Linked DNA regions of Mus musculus: regions 1 and 2 are each linked to region 3. A link is a contact called in public HiChIP or PLAC-seq and capture Hi-C data. All regions are on one chromosome and are shown on one strand. Each heading gives the region's core, a stretch centred on a gene start, on an enhancer-like site or on the middle of the called end of the contact. The rest is flanking DNA. Distances are from core to core; before and after follow the strand shown. Region 1 holds the start of Srp68 (signal recognition particle 68). Region 2 overlaps Gga3 (golgi associated, gamma adaptin ear containing, ARF binding protein 3). Region 3 overlaps Sap30bp (SAP30 binding protein).

Region 1 (3,881 bases), core at 1,278-3,777, 320 kb after region 3:
AAAGGCACGTGCCACCACTGCCCGGTCCTCTGGTGCTTTTCACACTGAGCCATCTCTCCAGCCCTCATAAAATGTTAAACTTAGAATACATACCTTTTGAAAATGCAGTATAATGCTGAACCATCTAGGTACATTTTCCCAGATAGCAGAGTGAGCAGGAGTTTAACAAAGGCAGCTACGTTAGAAAATGCCACAATTACTGCACGGTGTGCAGGACACTAACCTGTACCGCTGGAAGTCTCCGTGCCGTAAGCCATGCTGCTGCTGCGACTCCTTAATGATCTGCAGAACTAGAGCCTAGGTCAAGGAAAAGCTTCCGGGGTGAGAAGACAGCAGGTCAGGCGCTGCCCCAACGGCACACTGAACTGTGGGAGCCCAGGGATGGTAGCCTCCGATCCTTTTGTAACTTTCCAATAGTCACTTTATCAAAGGACAAGGCTAAGTTTATACTTTTATGAACTGTCCCAACTGTTACTATTTTCAGACAGAACTAGAGGGCAGTACTGGTAGGGAGTCTCAAACCCAGCAGATTGTTCTAAATGCTGCCTCAGAGGTACCCACCTGGATCTCACATGCAAGGAGACTCCAGTTATAAATGTCAGGTTCTAACTACACAGCTATATGCCGCAGCCAGTGCTTGCCAAATTTACATCTTGTAACGCTCAAAATCTATGATCAGCACAGTGTCAACCAAGATACGCCAATTTCCATTAAAAAAAAAAATCCAAGTTTTTCTTTTTCCTGGGCATTCTAACATGTAGTAAGAACAATAATACCAGAGCAAAAAGCAAAGTACGAATCCACGAGAATTTACATACACACACACACACACACACACACAAAGTGCATGTTTTATTTCAGAAATTCCTCTAAACCACCTCCATTTGGTATGCATCTCAAAAAGCCACAAGGGACTCCAACAATAGTATATGCCTATTATCTCAGCATCAGAGGGGACGGCGGGCGATGAGAAGCAGCTCAGGGCCAAATTGGGCTACACAGCCAAACTCTGTCTCAGAAACCAACAAACCAGCTGGAGAGGGCTCAGTGGTTAACAGCACTTCCTGCTCTTCTGGAGGAATCCAGGTCGGCTCCCAGCACCCACGTGGAGGAACTAAACATCTGTAAGTCTAATTCCTGGAGATCCATATGTTCTTCAGGCCTTTGTGGGCACCAGGCACACATGTGATACACAAACATGCAGGCAAACACACACATAAAATAAGATAAAGCAACATTTAAAAGTATTTAAAATAACACGTTAAAAAAAAAAAGCCACATGCTATTAGAACCACACAAATGATATATAAGCTAATACAAACCAGAAAATGTTTCCTGAGGGTTGGGAAGACTGCTCAGCTGGTAAAGGACTTGCTGTTAGCAAGCATGAGGTCATGTTGGGATCTCCCCAGAACCCACGTAAAAAGGCCATACTGTTGTTTGCACACGTAATCCCACAGCTGGGATGGCAAGAGACAGAAAGATCCCTGGAGCCCACTGGCCATACAGTCTATTCCAAGTAGTGAGCTGCACTTTTGGAGGGAGACCCAGTCTCAAAGGTAGAGAATTAGGAAGACGTTGACCTGTGACCTGCAGACACAGCACCAGCGCTTACACCTACACCCATACCCATGCGGACTTGGACACTCAAAAAAAAAAAAAAAAAAGTAACTCCTACAGTTCTTCGAGAAGAGTCCAACAAGATAAAATGCCTTACAGACCTACTTTTGAAAAAACAAAAAACTATACACATGATATTAACAAACTAAAGTAACTACTATTCAAAACAGGTAAGCAGCAGCTTTCCTGGAGAGCACTCTCCCTCCATTTTCAAAGCATCTCGCTGTTTTATGACCCAGGGTTCGACAGCTGTCCGACAACAGCTCCACGCTGAAATGTCAAGGCTGCAGTTTCCCCTCCACAGTCCGGTGGCTCAAGGTACCGACCAGGAGCTCTGTGGGGTGGGCAGGGTGTCAACCCCGGCTCAGCCCTCCAACTGGACATCTGAGGGGCACAGAGGGAACCCTGCCTACCATCTCTATACCCCTTGCAAAAACAAGCTCCGGAAAGCCAGGACGAGAGGCAAACCATGCACACGGGAATGCCGAAAGTGAAGGGCAGGAGGCAGCGGCGCACCTCGGCTCCGCAGCCCGGTGCTGGCCCCCGCCGCCTCGCCCGCCCCCAGCCCTCCGAGCGACACGTAGTCATTGCGAGTTAGGCCACCGCTCGAGGATACTCTCCAAACTCAGGCTGTCCCCGAACTCTTTGTTTGCCTTCGATCCGGCTGAAGGGCGTTCGTTTTCTTTATTCTCGTCTCCTCCGGCACTGCGTCCGCCACCGCTCCCTCCGCCGCCGCCGCCGCTGCCGCTTCCACCACCACCACTACCACCACCCGGGATCTGCTTCTCAGCAGCCATCTTGCCCCTGAGCCGCAAAGCACGATGGAACGGAGCAGGCGAGACGACCAGCGGCGAGAGAGAGCGGCACTTTCCAGGCTGGGCCGATGGTACACTGACGGACTCCGCCGCAGACCGCGGATGTCTTGGGCCTCTGTGGTGTGTTGGTGTGCGCCTGCGCCTCCTGGGTTGAATTCGTGGCTGTTGCTGGGTCTCCGCATTTCTAAGGATTAGCCTCGCTTCAAATCTACCAAGGATAGGAGGACCCGAGAAAGATGCCCACCTCATGCATCCTTGCACCCAGAGAATGGTAGTGTACGCCTTTAATCCCAATACCGAGGAGGCTGAGGCTGGAGGATTGCCTCGAGTTGAGGTCAGTCTGGGTTGCACAGTTAGACCTTATTTAAAACACACACACACACAGACACACACACACACACACACACGAAGAGGCCTCGGTCAGAAGGCAGTGTCCCCAATAGGAGCTTGAGACCCGTGGCCTCCTCTAGATCATGTGACCATCCAAGTATGACTTTTATTAATCTTTGCGGGCGAGTACACCAGGAGTCTCAGTCTTGTGCCAATCACGGCAGGTGAAAAGAAGCTGGCCGCGTAACTCAGTCTACCCTTTTGTGTTACTAAAGGAGGTTGCAAAAAAATGTATGACTCCAACCCTTCCCCCCATCGGAGTTCAGAGATCAGCTAGTGTGGAGTACTAGTTCTCCAGCAAAAATATCAAGGAAGACTGGGCCTGGGCAGATGGCTCAGTGGTTAAGAACACTGGTTGCTCTATCAAGATGATCTGGGTTTAATTTTTAGCACGAGAATGGTGGCTCAAAACCATCTAGAATTCCAGTCCCAGGGATCCAACCCTCTTCTGGCTTCGTAGTCTACAAAACACATGTACACAGACATACGTGTAGACAGAATGTTCATATACATAAAACAAAATAAAAATAAAGGTTAAGGCTTTTGAAAACAAAAAATTAGACAAACTGCTTTCAGAAGGTGGGAGGCAAAAACTAACCTCAAAAAGTGGTCCTCCGAATTACACTCACATACTGAGCTGTGAAGCATGGGCCTGCACACACACACACCTAAACAATAAGCCATGGAGATGGCCCAGCAGGAAAAAGAACTTGCTATATAAACTTTTTAAAAAAGATTTTTATTTATTTATTATTATATCTAAGTACACTGTAGCTGTCTTCACACACAGATCTCATAACAAATGGTTGTGAGCTACCCTGTGGTTGCTGGGACTTGAACTCAGGACCTTTGGAAGAGCAGTCAGTGCTCTTAACCACTGAGCCATCTCTCCAGCCCCCACCTCTTTTTTTTTCAAAGATTATACTAAAGGTGGTTTATTGGGAAGCTGCTCTCTGACTGAGTTCACAGACCCCAAGAACTGAGGCCAAGTCAGTTGCCATGAGGAAAGGGGGAGGGGAGAGGAACGGAGGCCTGCAATCCCAGGGTGCAGCTAAA
Region 2 (3,822 bases), core at 707-3,206, 370 kb before region 3:
GCAGAGCCCGAGTGCTACTAAAGCCAATGGGATGGAGGAGAGCTGGAACAGCTGAGGACGGTTGCCCTGTGGAGTACCGGAGAGGACCAAGGTCACACAGCTGCTGTAAGGAGCTGAGAGGGCTACAGGGATGATGGGACAGTGGTTAGGAACACTTATCATTCTTGCAGAGGATCTAGGTTCCCAGAACCCATGTCGGTCGGCTCACCACTGCCTGTAACTCCAGTTTCAGGAAGCCTGAAACCCTCTGACCTCTGTGGGCACACGTCAAGCACATGCATACACCAAGGCACACAAACAATCATAAATAATAAAAATACAATCTTTAGAAAAGATGTGAGACTGCAGGCAAGCGGACCCTTAACAGTCAGTCAGGGACTTTTGTATGGAAAGAATCCACTGATCACACCCTACCAACACCACAGCTGAGGCTGAGCGCCTGTCCTCAGCACTTACTAGGCTTGATCGATTCCAGGGGCACATGGACACTGGCCAAGGAGAGCTCTGGGCCTTTCTGAGGGCTGCCTTGGGACTGGAAGAGAGGGCTTCCGGGCCCAGTGGAGAAGGGCAGGAGAGGTCTGGCTGGGGCAGAGGCAGGCAGCAGCGGGGAGGCAGTGGGCCCAGGAGAGAAGCAAGAAACAGGTTTCACCAAGCCTGAGGTTCTGGGGCCAAGGAAGGCAAGTCAGAAAGATGGTTAGAATGCTAGGCAACCCCTCAACCAAAGCCAGTGTCTAGCTACCTCAGGCCACTAGCTTCCAGCCTGACTCACAGTACCAAAAAGGATCCACATCCCCCATCCTATGAAGCCTCCCTTTGGTCCTATATATACGACACCCCACGCTCAGCCACCCTCTTCTATCCCTTACACTTTGGCCTCTTCCAGAAGCTGATCAAGGGCATCTAGGCGGTGCGAGGTGCTGGAGCTGGGGTATTCTGGACCTTTGGGCTCAGCCTTTGGAGCCAAGGCTGGGGCAGGTCCAGAAGAGAACATGAAGGAGCCAGTGCTGTGGGTTGGTGCACTGGCTGGGACCACAGGAGCTGGGAAGGCAGCAGGCAGTGGAGCTTGGGACATACTTGAGGTAGAAACTGGGGGAGGGAGCTGGGGTCCATCTGAGGGGCAGGAGGCCGCAGGCACTGGCCTGGGACTGAAGAAGTCCAGATCTGATGGTGGTTCATTCTGTACAACAGAAATATCAAGTGAGCAGAGACCCAGAAGGGACGAGGCCATCACCCACCGGGCCTTCTGAGGTACCCATTGTGACCCACAGAACCCTCTAGAGAATACATAAGCTCTGGTTCTAGCAAAGTGTAGCCAGCCAGAGCCTAAGAAGGAAGGGTGGGTGCCTTGTGGTCCTTGGGCATCACTTGAGTGATGCTGCTGTTATGGTGCCTCTACCTGGAACAGGTGCCACTGACTACTTCCAGGTGACTCTTTGGGAGCAGTGGGGGCGGGGTCAGTAAGGCCTAAGAACACAAAAGAAAAGTCAATGAGCTGAGCTCCTGCGCCCTCCAATCCCCCAATAACGGTCAGGTGACAAGGCAAGAGCCAGTCCTTGTAAGCCAAGAGTTCCCCTGCAGCTAGACTGGAAGAAAATGCATTTGCCCTTCATGCATGACTGAAGGGCCTCCTAGGACGAGAGGAGATGAGCTGTGCCAGAGCCTGCCATGTTTACCTTGCACTCCCTTGGAAAGTGGTCCTGTCGGCCGCCAGAGAGTTATCTAAGCACACCAACCCTTAGGCCTTCCTTCCCCAGTGCCACGCTTGGGCGTACCTAAGCAGAGGAGCTCCTCATCCAGCAAGGAGAGGGCATTGTTCGTGCTGTCAGACCCTGGGGGAGCCTCAGCCTGGCTGGATGAACGGCTTCGTGGAGGCCCGGAGGTTTGGGGGGGTGGAGGGAGGATGGGGATGCCTGAGGTGGGTGGGGCCAATGCCGGAGACGAGTTGCTGGGGGCGTCCAACTCAGCAAGGTCAATGAGGGCGCCTTGGTTACCACAGTGACTGTTTCCTAGATGGGTCGACAGAAGAGGAACAAGAGCATTCAGGGAGAATCTGTGTCCATGCCGCAAGAGGCAGGACCCGGGCATAGCTGTTCTATCTTGTGGCTCAACCTAGTGGCATTTCTCCAGGAACACTGAAAACCAGGCTTGAGAAAGCAAGGAAGGAAGTCTCCATGCACACCTCCTGGCCTCTGGGAATGGCTACTTGAAATGGCTCGGTATCCCCTCAGGAATTCCCTAAGCATTGCCATTTGGGGCTCAGTGGTCAGGGCACATGGCTGCTCTGGAGGGTTGCAGAATAGAAATCAGAATATTTACCTTCAGAGTCAGGCATGGTTGAGGTGGTCACCTCACCATTGACGATCTGCCCTTCAATAATAGTTTTGTAAGAGTTGATGACCCTGGACAGGTTGTCACTGGCCTGCAGGATGTCCCCTACAGTAGAAGAGATCCCTCACTGTGTGGGCTGTGACAACTCTCACACAGCTAAAGTTTTGACTCATCCTTTCACACTCACCCAAACTGTTGTCATTGTCCTCTGTCTCGCTGGCTAGTTTAAACAGCGTCCGCCTCTTATTCTCACAACGATCAAAGAGCTCCTGAGAGACCCAGATATAAAAACCACAACGAAAGAGGTTCTCAGAAGTCATCTGTACTGGTTAGTTTTGTGTCAACTTGACACAGCTGGAGTTACCACAGAGAAAGGAGCTTCAGTTGAGGAAATGCCTCCATGAGATCCAACTGTAAGGCATTTTCTCAATTAGTGATCAAGGGGGAAAGGCCCTTGTGGGTGGGACCATCTCAGGGCTGGTAGTCTTGGTTCTATAAGAAAGCAGGCTGAGCAAGCCAGGTGAAGCAAGCCAGTAAAGAACATCCCTCCATGGCCTCTGCATCAGCTCCTGCTTCCTGACCTGTTTGAGTTCCAGTCCTGACTTCCTTTGGTGATAAACAGCAGCATGGAAGTGTAAGCTGAATAAACCCTTTCCTCCCCAACTTGCATCTTGGTCATGATGTTTGTGCAGGAATAGAAACCCTGACTAAGACATCATCTGATTTAACATTTATGCCCAGAAAACGGTAGGACTCCCCAATAGACCACAGAGAAACTGACAGGGGTGGGAGAGGAGCATGCATCTTTGTGTCTTCAATATCTACCAAAAGACACTGCCCAAGTCATCTGTACCAACTGTTAGGTAAAATGTGCCTCAGATGATTCTGTGGGCCATGTTCTTGTGATGGTGAGCCTATATGTGTCTGAGCACTGCATGTATGTTACGGTTGTATAGCTTGGTGTTCTTGTAGGGTGCTAACAGTGGGAGCACAGGCTGTCCCTGAGTCATCTGGTGCCTTTGGAATGCTTTGCCTCCTGGTCTAGCCTTGATGTGAGAATGTGTGCCTGGTCTTACTATAGCTTGTTATAGCATATTCCATTCATGTGCCCAGGAGGGAGGACTGTTCTTTTCTAAGAGGAGGGCAGGTCTGGAAAAAGGTGGGAGGGAGTAAAGGGGGAGAGACTGGAGGAGGAGAAATTGTAGTAGGTATGTAATGTATGACAGAAAAATAAATAAAAGGGGGAAAAAGATGTGTGTCTCAGAAGCCACAGCCTAAGCTACAATGTCAACACCAGGGGCAGGTGTCCCCAAAGCTTAAAGGCGTGAGCATGGAGCACATTATCAGGGTACTGTATCTGAGTCACAGACAGTACTGCACCAGGAGTGTCCGCTGTATAAAACAGACACTGCCCTTCACTCACCGGCTGTAGTGAACAAGCCCACAAAAAGCAGGCATGTCCTCGCCCAGACAGGACCCCACTGGGGCGGAGCG
Region 3 (3,898 bases), core at 841-3,340:
GAGGAGGCACAGCACACATCTAATCAGAAGCCAGCAGCCTCGGCGGTGGGTGATACACAAGGCCAGGTGTAGTGGAAGCTGAAGCCGCTTCCATCTAGGTCCCACTTCACTCTGCTGTTCACCACCGAGAAACTTCAAGGTTTAGGCCAGAGAACAACCTGGCCATGAACCAGTACGGCAGTGCGCTCCACTCACATGAACAGGGTCAGAAGTGGTGCACATGTGGGTGCATCAACTGGACTTCTTCCATAATCAGCTTGGCTCTTCTCCTCTGGGTTTGTTTTGACTTTTTTTTTTTTTTAAAGATTAGTGTATGTAGCATAGACTTGCCTTAAAACTACGTAGCCTAGGCTGGCTTTGGACTGTCTGTCCTCTTCCTGTGTAACCCAGGCTGGCTTTGACCTGCTGGTCCTATACTTTAGCCTCTCATAGATCTAGTATTACAGGAACTGCCATGACACTCTGCTTCTGGGCTGTGTGTGTGAAATAGCGTTACTGAGATGTAATTCAAAGAGTAAAAGTGTGCCATTGGTGGATTTGATAGACATTTGTATCTGTGATAGCCGTACCAAACAAACATCTTTTACAAGGGGAACACCTCCACTTTCCTATCCTTCCTAATGGTTCCTGGTGCTCAGGTCCCCTGTGCAGGCGGTGTCTTCCTTCAGTCTCAAGTAAGACTTTATTTATTTATTTACTTACTTACTTATTTTTGGTTTTTCGAGACAGGGTTTCTCTGTGTAGCCCTGGCTGTCCTGGAACTCACTTTGTAGACCAGGCTGGCCTCGAACTCAGAAATCCGTCTGCCTCTGCCTCCCGAGTGCTGGGATTAAAGGCGTGCGCCTCCATGCCTGGCAAGATGTGATCTTGATGGAAGTTCAGCCCTATTTTAACAGTTTCATATAAATGAGGCTTATTGACAACCACTTGGGCTGGGTCATTGTGTTATGAAGGCCTTCCTTGCGTGATAGGATGCTTGACAGAGTTGCAGCCTGCCGATAAGTGTCCCTTTGAGAGCAGAGTTGCCCCAGGCTGAGCGCCTGGTGGATCATTGCTTTCCTGCCTGGCTTTCCCCTTAAGCAGGTTCCTTAGAGGTTGCACGCACACTGCTGAGAATAGGTGTTCCTTTACATTTGTCTGTTTTGACGAAAGGACCTCTCGATGTAGCCGACATAGTCTGTTATTTGCCCTCTCGTGGCGGGCACAGTGCACTGTCACCTGCGTAGGGTGAGTACTCTTCTCTTTGAGGAGTGGGTGGTAAGTCAACTCTTCAACAGGATGGCTTTCAAAGGACTAGCCAACTCACGGGCTTCTCCAGTGCTCTAGCTCCTGACAGCTGCCTGCCCCACGGGCCTGGAACAGTATTGGGTGTAGTCCAGGGGTCTTCAAATCACTCAGGAGCCCCTTCTTACAGCCAGTTAAGTATTCTGCAAGTGTCCTCGGCCCCACTGGGCTTTCTGTCCCTGTTCCCCTGCCGTAGTCTGAGTCCCTGGAACTAGCTACTCTGCTTAGGTTCCCACCTGGTGGCCATGGATACTGCAGATGTTTTCTGACAGAGGCGTTAGCAGGATGTGACTCATGCTGACAACAGGCTTTGTGGATAGTAAATGGAGCTACCCCTAGCATAGCCAAGGCATAGGCACTGTGGCAAGTGTCTGCGGGCACACTGCTGACACTTCCTGAGATGGTTAGGGGCTCTGGCCGCTCTGCAGAGCAGCTGTTCTCTGTACTGGGCACATTCTAGGACTCAGGGAGGAGGCACTCAAGTCTGTCCTCAAGTCTCTGAAGTATACTTTTATTTTGTTGTCCAGCATATGTCACCTTCTTGTCACTTATTTCCCAGGAATACTCTTGTTTCTACCCCAATTTATGAGGCTCCCTCCTCCTCCATACTCTCTGTCACTTATGTCCCAGAGGGTGGGGGGTTGCTACAGTAACCGTGGCACACCCTGTTTTTCTAAAAAGCTTTCCTGGCAAATGGCAAAGGGCATTCTTTGTCTGTGTCACGTGCACATATACCCTCTGTGGCCCAGCGCCTGCCAAGCCTTGGTTTTGTTATGAATGTTCACAAAATGCCCTAGCCAGCTCTTTCCACCCGCTTCCACTCTGGGCTGGCCTCTGCAGACTGAGCTCAGACCTAGACCAACGTCTTACCCCAGGGCTAAGAAAAAGGAAGAAACCAAGATTTGGCTTGACTGCCTGCCAGAGCTGGGTAGTGCCCTGCCTGAGGGCCAGTTGGGAGGTGGCAGAAAGGCATGGTGCAGCGGCAAGTGTGTATCCTATCCCCCTTGTGGGGACTGTTCTCGACTGCAGTTGCATCTCAGGCCACAGCATGACCTTTGATCTGTCGCCCAGCCTGTGCTCTGGGTGTGTCTAGTTAAAACCACTGACATCTACGAAGCCCAGGCTGTACTTATGCTTTAAGACTGCCTCAGGCCTGACCCCTGGCCTCAGTGTGTTCATAGTGTGCACAGGCCCGATCCACAGTAACTGTCCTGGAAGTCATTAGAGTCTCCAGGGTCTTGAAGGCCTTGTCTTACTCAGCACAGGGATGGTAACTATGCAGAGATCAAAGCACCTTATCTGCTAAGAAGAAAACATTAACCCATGCTGGGTGCACAGTGCACACTTGCAATCCCAGCCAATCGAAAGGCTGAAGCAGGAGAGTCCCTTCTAGGCCAGCCTGGGGCCCTAAATGAGGGGTTTCCCCCTACACACACCTAGTTTTTCTTTTTTGTTTGTTTGTTTTTCCCTTTTGTTTTGTTTTAATCTCTTAAGACCTGGAATTATTTTAGAATCATGACCGTAGGGGAGGCTCAGCAGGTAACACATTCTGCTCATAGACAGGACCCATGTCTGGGGGTTACAACCTCTGATAAATGTCACCTCCAAGGGATCTGATGCCTCTCTGGACTCCTAGGGTACCACACACAGACATGCCTATAATTTTTAAAAAGTAAAATCTTAAAAAGAAAAAAAAAAAAACAGCCTTGGACTAGAGACCAGGAAGACCATGCCACCCTCCGCCTTCCCCCAGACCCCCACCATGCCACCCTGCACCTCCCCTAGCCCCACCCCCGCCACCCTGCGCCTCCCCCAGCCCCCCCCCCCCGCCATGCCACCCTGCGCCTCCCCCCAGCCCCCTGCCATGCTACCCTAAGCCTTCCCACAGACCCTCTTCAGCTCTCTAGAGCTGTTCCTAGGACAGGCTTAGAGAAGGGCCTGGCACACAGTAGGTCCCCCTGCTGGGCTAGATGCTATTGGTGGTGGCTTTTTGGTGCTTGCCTTCCTCCTGCCCCACCCTGTGCTGTCTGCCACTGTTTGCACATTGTATGGTTCTTTTCATGAGGAATGTTTCAAAGAGCATGACAGAATCTTACAACAATCAGCCCATTGTCTGTGTGCTCCAGAGCCGACTCTGAGGTCCTGGGGTGGCCGGAGGCTGTCAGGGAAGGGAATGGGGAGAGAGGAGGCGAGGCTTGGGTGGGCAGTGTTCTGAGGGGATTGATTGCCCTCGGGAGTTGTGGTTCTTGTGTCAGAATCAGGCCTTTTGTTCAGGTCTTTTTATGCACAAGCTATTTGGGACCCAAAACCTTAACACAGTTTCTTATAGCCAAGGCAGGACAGACCCAGACCAACCGGAAAGGGCAGTGCCAAGTATGAAGCTGACACATGTCTCTAACAGCTCTGAGTTCAGTGTCTTCCACATTGGCAACCTGAGATTGAGCTTAGGCAGGACTGAATTTATACTGTAGAAACTGGTAAATGCTTTGGATGGTGGCTCCTCCCCTTTCCCTCCCCCAGCGCTTCTCCAGGCATGCTCTTTCCCTAAAAGTCAGTCTCTGGAGCTTGGTAGGATGTGTTATTTACATGTGTCCCCTCCACCTCAGCTTCCCTT

Evidence for each region. HiChIP or PLAC-seq counts read pairs in DNA pulled down with a chosen protein or histone mark. Capture Hi-C pulls out chosen DNA fragments and counts their contacts.
Region 1: a FOXA1 HiChIP or PLAC-seq map of pancreatic cancer cells shows a contact between it and region 3. The contact joins the promoter of Srp68 here to the enhancer-like site in region 3. A contact is called at or near these places in 2 of 39 promoter capture datasets (hematopoietic stem and progenitor cells and hippocampal neurons), 2 of 484 Hi-C or Micro-C datasets (cardiomyocytes and cortical neurons), 2 of 115 datasets of contacts at active chromatin or transcription factors (bone marrow-derived macrophages and pancreatic cancer cells) and 3 of 9 other capture datasets (embryonic stem cells, liver and pancreatic islet).
Region 2: a contact with region 3 is called in a capture Hi-C map of embryonic stem cells, with 2.9 times the contacts expected there. The contact joins two enhancer-like sites. A contact is called at or near these places in 1 of 39 promoter capture datasets (liver) and 2 of 9 other capture datasets (adipose tissue and embryonic stem cells).

Annotation. Positions count from the first base shown.
Region 1 is chr11:116,271,690-116,275,570 of GRCm38.p6, forward strand. Srp68 (signal recognition particle 68) reads right to left here and starts at 2,528. Exons shown (of 16, transcript NM_146032.3): 1 at 2,237-2,528; 2 at 224-290. The coding sequence starts at 2,417.
Region 2 is chr11:115,586,540-115,590,361 of GRCm38.p6, forward strand. It overlaps Gga3 (golgi associated, gamma adaptin ear containing, ARF binding protein 3), which reads right to left. Exons shown (of 17, transcript NM_173048.3): 9 at 2,516-2,597; 10 at 2,317-2,433; 11 at 1,773-2,006; 12 at 1,397-1,464; 13 at 867-1,177; 14 at 457-662. Among named protein-coding and RNA genes, the nearest start is that of Gga3, 15 kb to the right of the region's middle. Within about 2 kb of position 1,957, at least 5 of the 459 cell types and tissues checked have an H3K27ac peak or open chromatin away from gene starts, as enhancers often do. A contact at or near this core is called in embryonic stem cells, where this site is marked.
Region 3 is chr11:115,953,296-115,957,193 of GRCm38.p6, forward strand. The region is part of intron 4 of Sap30bp (SAP30 binding protein); the gene reads left to right. Among named protein-coding and RNA genes, the nearest start is that of Gm39474, 12 kb to the left of the region's middle. Within about 2 kb of position 2,091, at least 176 of the 459 cell types and tissues checked have an H3K27ac peak or open chromatin away from gene starts, as enhancers often do. A contact at or near this core is called in bone marrow-derived macrophages, embryonic stem cells and pancreatic cancer cells, where this site is marked.